Regions from separate parts of the Danio rerio genome. Here region 2 is linked to region 1. The links are chromatin contacts, called in public HiChIP or PLAC-seq maps. All regions are on one chromosome and are shown on one strand. The core of a region is the stretch at or near the end of the contact, and the rest is flanking DNA. Distances in the headings are between cores, read along the strand shown.

What was found. HiChIP or PLAC-seq counts read pairs in DNA pulled down with a chosen protein or histone mark.
Region 2: a contact with region 1 is called in an H3K4me3 HiChIP or PLAC-seq map of embryo, with 2.2 times the contacts expected there. The contact joins the promoter of zmpste24 here to the promoter of peli1b in region 1. A contact is called at or near these places in 2 of 4 datasets of contacts at active chromatin or transcription factors (embryo and gastrula embryo).

The regions. Positions count from the first base shown.
Region 1 is chr17:25,846,058-25,850,861 of GRCz12tu, forward strand. It overlaps peli1b (pellino E3 ubiquitin protein ligase 1b), which reads right to left and starts at 1,929. Exons shown (of 7, transcript NM_001077601.2): 1 at 1,489-1,929.
Region 2 is chr17:25,986,730-25,991,533 of GRCz12tu, forward strand. zmpste24 (zinc metallopeptidase, STE24 homolog) reads left to right here and starts at 2,299. Exons shown (of 10, transcript NM_199892.1): 1 at 2,299-2,614; 2 at 2,817-2,963; 3 at 3,657-3,743; 4 at 4,706-4,804. The coding sequence starts at 2,507. It overlaps dynlt1a (dynein light chain Tctex-type 1a), which reads right to left and starts at 1,828. Exons shown (of 5, transcript NM_001423210.1): 1 at 1,800-1,828; 2 at 1,588-1,629; 3 at 746-869; 4 at 591-668; 5 at 300-459. The coding sequence starts at 1,823. The coding sequence ends at 389. It overlaps rlf (RLF zinc finger), which reads left to right. Exons shown (of 8, transcript XM_685832.11): 8 at 1-179.

The DNA of each region.
Region 1 (4,804 bases), core at 679-3,178:
GACTGTCGCTGATTCGATCCCAGCTCAGAGTGGAATGGGTGCAGTAGGATCAGTGGGGTTACAATTATGTGAAATGATACTTCAAATTCATTGCTTTCTCTGCTTAACACATTGACATTACATAACAAAATATCTATTTCGGTATTGTCCAGAACATTGAATAAGCATTGGTTACATGTGTCAAAGAACAAAAGAAAGGCTCTCAAGAGGAGTACATACAAATGTCACATCATTTTGATTTTCCAGGCAAAATGGCACTAGTTATTTAGCGCAAGGACTCAACAGTGTCAATAAAAAATTTAATATACACAATATTTTACATACAAACTCTTAAATCCAATGTTATTTCAGATAAATAATTTTGAAGTCCCTGTATATGTATGCAAAGTATTTTTTTGTTTGACACTATTACATGTGACTAAAGATTATATTAGCCTCATGGTAAAGTATCAAGCATGTCAATTCATAAATATGGAACTATACGCACGGTTAAAATAAAAATTTTGTACAACGTTTCCATATACCTGACATAATATTCCAATCCAAATGGTATACTTTTAAACATAAAAGTTTCCAATTTCAGGAATATCATTAATGTGATAGAAGAAACAATGGAGTGACAGTAAGTTTTGTATGAAAGCATGTTAATTCATCTGTTGATGTAATAAATAATTCAGATGTAGCAGCACCGGCTGGTACCAAAAAAAGGGGGGGTGATTGACATCATGACGTCAGCAAGGCAAAGGGACAAAGGCCACATTGGGTCGGACCAGATGCTCGGTCTGCCTATGCAAATGACTCTGAACGTTTAAATACATCAGCAAAGAACAATGACACGTCTGTAACGAGCCCACAAAAGCCAATGCAAATTGTGCTCGTAAAATATATGGAGTGCACTGCTTTCTCAATTAGCATAATTCCCCATTGTCTAACTCTAAATGAAAAAGGAAGGCTTCGTGTCATTTACTGGACTTGACAAACAATACAGACTAGAATACGTTATTCTTGAACATGTCGACTAAGCAGGAACAATTGAAAAGTTGGATCAATAGAGTCAAAGCAATCACATTTTTGCATGTATCTGACAAAACAACTTCGAGAAGTGTCAACTAACAAAACGACAATTCTTTATCATATCATTAGATGTAAAAGTTATGTCAGTTAAGGACATTTACAGTATGCAGAGCTTTTAGAAAAGTAGAACCATATATCATATAACAAATATCCAATGGCTGTATATTTAAGAAAATAAAACAATAAACAGACACAATACATGAATAGTAAATGAATATACAGAATGCTGAAACATATTTTAATGTTCACTCATAAAGATGAAACTAGCCTAAACATGATGACTAGAATATTTACAAACAAACACATCATAACAATAACACTGCAGGAAAACAACTCAGATTCACATAGAAAACAACCATTGTTCTACAAAACAAAAGCATATTGCTCATTTTCTAGGTAAATTGAGGTACTCACGGCGGTGTTGGTGTGTTTTTCTGAGGCACGAACAAAGAGCTGCTCCGTTAGCACAGGTTAAGCTACAACTGCTATCTGGCTAAACAAATTACTAAACAAAATAAAAAAACAAGACAGAATATAACGGAAAGACAGGATAAAGAGGGTTTCTGTGAAGACAAGAGAAGCTAACGTTAACTTGCTAACAAAAGCAGGTGTTTTGAGTTCTCTGTCAATGTTCAAATAAAAATATTCTCCCTGCCGTTGTATGTAACGTTAACTGTGATCCCGCACAGTGTCGAGCTCGGAAGAAGAGCAGAGGATTGATATTTTTATAAAAAGGCTATAAAACGGTGCTGTCCGCCGCTGCTTCTAGAGAGACTGTAAACAGACGGTGGTGTTTTGTGTTATAGTGCCTCCAGACTAGATGAGGGGAGAAAAACCTGCCGCGTCACAGATCGGTGAGTTGGGTGTTGTGGGTAATGTAGTTCTGAGCAAAGAGCCTGTCCCATCAAAGGCGTGTCACTGGGTCAGTACAGTAGATCTCATATTTAAGCTGAATGCACGCCCATAGAAGACAATAACTGATTTGAGCTCTTTTTTCAAGATATAAATGTATGTATCATCACATGTCATCATCAAAATATGCACAAGAAGAATCTAATCAGTTGCTGTAAACCAGAGATGCAGGGCCCCCTGGCCAAAGTTGCCACATGGTAACCTTTGACATGGCCCACCATCCCATTTGAAAAGAGAGAAAAGAGATCGTTATTTCAATTTTAACGTAACCCTTGTTTCTTAGTTTTATTGCTGAGCTTCAAAAAATCCAACTGAAATTTAATGTTTCAATAAAATGTTGTAAATGAATCAGACTTTTAAAATGTAAAAGCTGTCACTTGACAAAAAGCAATGCACAAAATATTAGCAAGCAAATCAAGGCAAAGGCAGGAGCAGGTCGACTAGTGTTTTGCATTGAACTCCATTGTGTTATACCACATGGAAAGAACCTATATGAAGATATATGCGCATATATAAAACCTATATGCAGTATATGTGCACATATATGATAATATATACGCTGCATATATATGTATATATGCCACATAGGCAAAATTAAGGTGCATATACTGTATGTGCACATACAGGCCATACAGGTCTCCTGTATTGCTTCTTTATATCCACATGTAAGCCCTATATGTACAAATAAGATATGTCTCCTATTTAGCTCATATTTCACTTAGTCATACATGATGCCTAGCTCATATTTTCTATTAAAAGAAAATGCAAAAGAGTTGTATATGCGAACACTTGAAATTGGTATCACATGTAATTGGCATGTTATGGAATTTAACTATGGCAAATAAGTAAGACTATGACCGTTTTCACACATTATTTGTACATATATGTACAAATAATAAAGGAAAATGGCCAATTTTATATATGTTACATATATTAAAAACCTATATCAAAACCTATATTTAAACATATATGTTTAGGTTCTTCCCGTGTAGGATCAATGGGATTGTTTACTTTTTTACTGTAATCTGTTCATTATGAAATGTAAAAAATATATATACTGCATTAGCTAATATAATTTAAAGCAACATTTTCTAGTAATTTTTAAATATTTGGTAAAAAAATTAAGAAATTGCATAGCAAATTTAATGTAATATGGTGTGATATTCGGTTTTGTTTATACTTGGCCCACATCCCTCAATCAAGTTTGGTTTTTGGCCCTTTATATGCAAAGGTTTGGTGTAGACCTTTCATGGAGTGTAAAATGGTTTAAAATAAGACAAAACAAGCATTAAAAAGCTAAATCAATACAATTCATTAAATTTGATTGATCCCTGTGAAACCTTACATTTAATTGCACAAATAAAAAATAAAATAAAAATAAATAAAAACTAAAATAAAGATGGAAATGTACAAGAATTAGACTTGTTTTGTTCAGAAATCTGAACTGAGTCTTGTTTGCCCTGATTAACTAGTCATTAAAGGCATTGTGTGGTTTCCTGTTTTTCGACACTACGTTTTTTGGCATGTCTGGAAAGGAAAATGATACATGACTCAGTAATCAAGAAGCTGTATGTCACCTTTAACAACAAAAAGTGTTAGTCAATGTTTAGTGAACAGTCAGAATGTTCTGGAATAGTATTTTTAAGGGTCATGGATGAATGGTTAAAATAAATATCAGGTCCAGTCTATTTTATTATCTTTTCAAAAGCAATGATTAGAAAAGACCATGTAGACAAAATAAATCTCATCTCAAATCTTTTCAAGAGGATAGATGCATCCAGAGACATGTAGTTTTCATTATTTAAAGATTCAACACAGACACCATTTCATATTAACATGAAAAGTATCTAATTAGTTATGCGTTTAAACCGAAAAGAATATACAACATATAATCTTCCAGATTCTGAGTGAAGTTTCCTCTGTACATGAAATGTATCAAAAACCTTTTGGTGATACAGATTTTAATAAAATACTGTCAGACTATCTAATCCTTAATTTTATTCATTGACTTCTTCTACGGTGCACCATACATCTGTAAGCAAGTGTTCACTAGAAATATACATAATTTTATAGTTTTTCATATTTTGTAATTCATGTTTTCCCTTATTATGCTTTTGAACTGCATCATGGGATCCCCAGTACTTTTTATTTAATTATTTTTTTTTTCAGCTTAGTCCCTTTATTAACCCGGGGTCACCACCGCGGAATGAACTGCCAACTTATCATTTGTTTTACTTAGCGGATGCTCTTCCAGCTGCAACCCATCACTAGGAAACATCTATACACATTCATTCAAACACATACGTACAGACAATTTAGCCTACCCAATTCACCTTTAGCGCATGTCTTTGAACTGTGGGGGAAACCGCCGGTTTCACAGAAAAAAAATGCAAACTCTACACAGAAACGGCAATTGACCCAGCCAAGGCTCGAACCAGCGACCTCCACTGTGCCACCTACTTTTTATTTTACATTTTTAATTCACTCTCAGTTTTCTTCAGATTAGTCTCTGATTCATTAGGTGCTGCTATAGCAGAATGGACCGGCAATTACGCTGGAATATGTTTTTATGTGGAAACACCCATTCACTCTCTCATTTACACACATACACCACGGCCAATTAAAGTTTATCCAGTCCACCTACACACAACAGCCATTTTATTACAAACACCTGTCCAACTGCTCATTAATGCAAAATTCTAATCAGCCAATCACATGGCAGCAACTCAGTGCATTTAGGCATGTAGACATGGTCAAGACGATCTGCTGCAGTTCAAACTGACCCTCAGAATAGGGAAGAAAGGTGATTTAAGTGACT
Region 2 (4,804 bases), core at 1,049-3,548, 140 kb after region 1:
AAGACGGTTAACTCTTGCCCACTTTTTTTATTTGAGAGACTTTCATAGTATTTTTTTATATCATTGATACAATTTTGGTTCTTTGCTGCCAAGGTTAGGTACCTTGATTGTTAAGTTGTGAATGTTTATATCTGTAAATAAGGTCAAATAAAAAAATGAACAACAAATAATTTCAAAAATGCATGTTCTGTTACTTATTGCATACACAATACACATTTACACTTCTGTAACAAAAGTAATTTTAATTGATTTCACAATCTGGGGTGGTTTATATACACTGATAAAAGAAATGTATAGAGTTAGAATTGCAAATCAAATTTATTTGTGAAACAGATCTAACAAGTACAGCATTGCATAAAATATGTTTGGAATCCTTAGACCTTCATCCTCAAATGGCAAGCCCAAAAACACTAACTATGCAGTAAATGGTTTTATTCTCCCATCGTACTGTGCAGCTCCCTGTGCAAAAAAAACAACAAAAAGAAAAAGAAAAAAAGACCATTTCAATAAATTATTTTCATGCTTGGATTACAATTGTTATTGGAAATGTTGGCGTCTAAAATTCTGATCAATTATACAAATAGCCTTACCATCTGTAGTGTTGTCCCAGAAACACGAGCTGGCAGTGTGTAAACCTGCCCCATTTTTTTGCAATATGATGCATGTCACTGTTTGAACAAACAGAAAACCATGGATTTGGTTCAGGTCCTTTACATAATAACTTATCTAAATATGGTTACCATACCTATGTACTTGAAAGGTTTTCCTAATTTAGTTAGCTGACTCAAGCTTAATTCTGCAATGCTTGACATCCACTGATTAATTTTTTCGTGCTGGTATGAATTGTTTCCAATGGTGGTTTCAACAGTCTGTCATCAAAAGATGTCACAATATTAGGGATTTTTGAAACGTAACATTTACACTTACACGTGCAACAAAAGTTATTACATTTACCCCGGTTTCACAAACAAGGTTTAAGGCTAGTCAAGATTAAATTGCTTGTTTGAGCTTTCTCAACTCAAAATAACTTGCAGTCAGATGTCTTAAAATACGTCAGTGTCTTTTTTTGTCTCCAGGTGCACACCAGTGATATATTTTTCTAAGGCCATTTTTATAAATGTGGCTTAAATAGCCTAATTGAACTAAGCCTTCATCCTGGCTTAATCTAAGCCCTGTTTGTGAAACTAGGCCTTAAAGTTTAGGATTGACTTTAGCCACACACACACACACACACACACACACAAATATATATATATATATATATATATATATATATATATATATATATATATATATATATATATATAGATATGTATGTATGTATGTATATATAGATATATAGATATGTATGTATGTATATATATATATATATAGATATATAGATATATAGATATGTATGTGTATATATATATATATATATATATATATATATATATATATATATATATATATATATATATATATAGATATGTATGTGTGTATATATATATATATATATATATATATATATATATATATATATATATATATATATATATATATATATATATATATATATATATATAAATTGAAATGACATGCGCTTACCTCTTTGATAATAGTGGTAATCTCGTCCACAACAAATGTAGTCTGGAGAATAAATACGTAAGCTAGTTAACGCCTGTACGCAATAGTTATGGCATACAGAACCATGTAAATGTTTTAAATATAGGCCTACAAATATATAGAAGTAGAAATTACAATACGTGTACATAAAACTTTCTTTTTTTCCCTTTTTTTTAAGTATCTGACTTAATCACCTCTTCAGATTGATCCTCGTCCATTGCGCCACTTCTCTGAATGTTTTGTAGTTTCTACGGAGACAAGACTATTGTCATTCCCTCCCTAGATAGTAATCACGGCTTCTAACAACTCGTTGCTACCAAGAAACGGTTTGTTGTCAACCAGGAGTCTTAACAATTTTTAGTTTTGTATTTAAATTTGAACAAGCACACCCAGAAATACACGTATTATAAGATGTCTTATGAATTTAAGTTTTAATCTCTTAGTTGGCTTTATTCGTTTCGTTTAGCGTTTGACATTTAATTAATTGTAGTGTCATATTTAAACGAATATATTGCATATCTGTAGTTGTTTCTATAAATCAAACCGGTTTATCAAACTACAAAATCATTTCATAAATTATAAAAATATAAAAAAATATGTAGAACTACCATAGGGACCAGTTTCATCCGCGTGTTGTGTTTGGTCGAACACAGTTTGGGGTTACACACATTTCACATGAATGGGTAAAGGAAGTGATCGAGCAATGAGTTTACATTATTTTTGCATCTCTACATGTAGTGTTTCAGTATATTGACACGGTTTCCTAAGTTACAAACATCGTGTTGTTAGCTGTGGGTAGGTAGGAAGATTATTGTCTGTCTTGAATGATCAGGATCTGCTGTAATACTGCACACCGCCGGGATAGTTAACAGTAGCAACAAATAACTGTCGAGACGTCACAATGCTCCGGGAAATTCTTGCATTATCAGTTGAAGACAAGATATTTTACGCTGTCCTGTTTTTCTCATGGACGGTGTATGTTTGGGAGGCCTACCTCGCCTATAGACAGGTTAGCTTGTGCTTGTTTTGTTCTAGGTTGTGATTGTGGAAAGTCAACAAATGTTTTTCACTTCTGATTCGCTTATTTGTATTTTTGTATTCAAATTCCCGTCAGTGTATAGTCTGTGAAATTGAACTTTGATGCACTAAAATGCTGAGCTAAACCTAAACTGTGTGTAAAAACTTATCTAGACTTGTTTATTTGTTGACAGAGAAAGATCTACAGGGCTACAGTTCATGTGCCCACTGAGCTGGGCAAGATTATGGATTCAGAGACCTTTGAAAAGTCTCGCCTCTATCAGCTGGACAAGAGTAACTTTGGCTTCTGGTCTGGATTATACTCTGAGTTTGAAGGCACGGTGAGCATGAACCCTCCTCCACAGAAATGTATTTATTCATTCTTTTTTCGGCTTAGTCCATTTATTTATCAGGGGTCACCACAGCAGACGGAACCGCCAACTTATCCAGTATATGTTTTACACAGCAGATATCCTCCCAGCTGCAACCCGCCACTGGGAAACACCCATACACACTCATTCACAGACATACACTATGGCCAATTTTAGCTTATTCAATTCACCTATAGTTCATGTCTTTGGACCTGTGGGGGAAACCGGAGCACTCGGAGGAAACTCACACCAACACAGGGAGAATATGCAAACTCCACACAAAAACGCCAACTGACCCAGCCGAGGCTCAAACCAGCGACCTTCTTGCTGTGAGGCGACAGGGCTACCCACTGCCTCACCACGCTACCCCCACAGAAATTCATGTTCAAAATACCCTTATTTAATGAATACTCAGTGTCATTAAATGTGTCGTAGTTTTATCAAGTATGATCCAGAGACTTTTTCGTGTCTTCTGAAAACTTGATATCTGTAGCGTTCAAATGCAAATTTCACATTAATCCTCTGGAGGGAAAATATTGTGGTTCCTTAGTTTTTTTATTTTATTTTTTTAAACCACTTGCTTCTGTCTCTTATCTACTGAGCATGTTTAATCTCTCTCTCTCTCTCTCTCTCTCTCTCTCTCTCTCACACTGTATTGTGTAGCTAATACTGCTCCTTGGTGGAATCCCATTCCTTTGGAAATTATCTGGGCATCTGACAGCTCACTTTGGTTTTGGTCCAGAGTACGAGGTAGGCTTGGTCTCTTACAGTACAGAAGTCAACATTTGAAGTGGATCAAGAAAGTATTTCAAAAGTGTCCTTGAACAAGAATAGGTCTTGTTCATTAAGAACAACTTTTTAAATTATTGTTTATGTTCTTATCCTGATCTCTGTTTATTATTATTATTTTTATTATTATCTAACCAGCAACTTTTTTGTTGTGAGGCGAGATTGCTACCAACTGCACCACTGTGCTGCCCTTGTTTTCTTTATATTTAATTGAATGTTTCATTAGAATGTATTAATTCTGTTGCATTAATAATAAGAGAGATTAGTTAAGGTGCCATACTCTAATTCCCCCAAACATTTTTTTTTCATTCAGTCACTTACATTGGCCACACTACTAAGGCCACACATTAAGGTCAAGGATTAGATGGCAAGCAAACTCAGTTTTTTAACACAAAAGACATTTACGAGAAATCTGGATACCTGTAACCATTGACATCCACAGTATGCAAAAGCACTGCAGTGTTTGTGTGTTCTGTCTTTGTCTGAGGTAAATAGTCTACCTAAATGTGTATGTTCCATAAAAGTATGAAGCTGATCGGTCAGTTCTTGTCATGTGCCTTGCAGTTTTTTATCTGGCAGTGCCTGGAAAATGCGAGCATGTGCAATATGCAAAAGATGCAATATGTTAACGGCCCCATAAGCAGCTACACTTCTCTTCACATTCAGAAGATGCCTTCACTCCCAATCCTGCACAAAAATTTAGTTTATCCTGTTTATCCTGAAACAAAATACACCCAACTCTGGCAATCAGCATGTCTGATTAAAAAGATTAAAAAGAATAATGATCTCGGAGACTTTGATATACCCTGACTGTTGTTTCTGGTCAGTAGTTGTGAGAAATTACTAAAAGCGGTCCATGAAAAAAGAATGTATCAACACTCAGTGCATTGTGTTTGATTTTTATGTGGTCTCTCTTCCTTCAGATCTCCCAGTCTTTGGTGTTTCTGATGTTGGCGACTCTCTTCAGTGCTTTTACTGGCCTTCCCTGGAGCCTCTACAACACATTTGTTATTGAGGAGAAG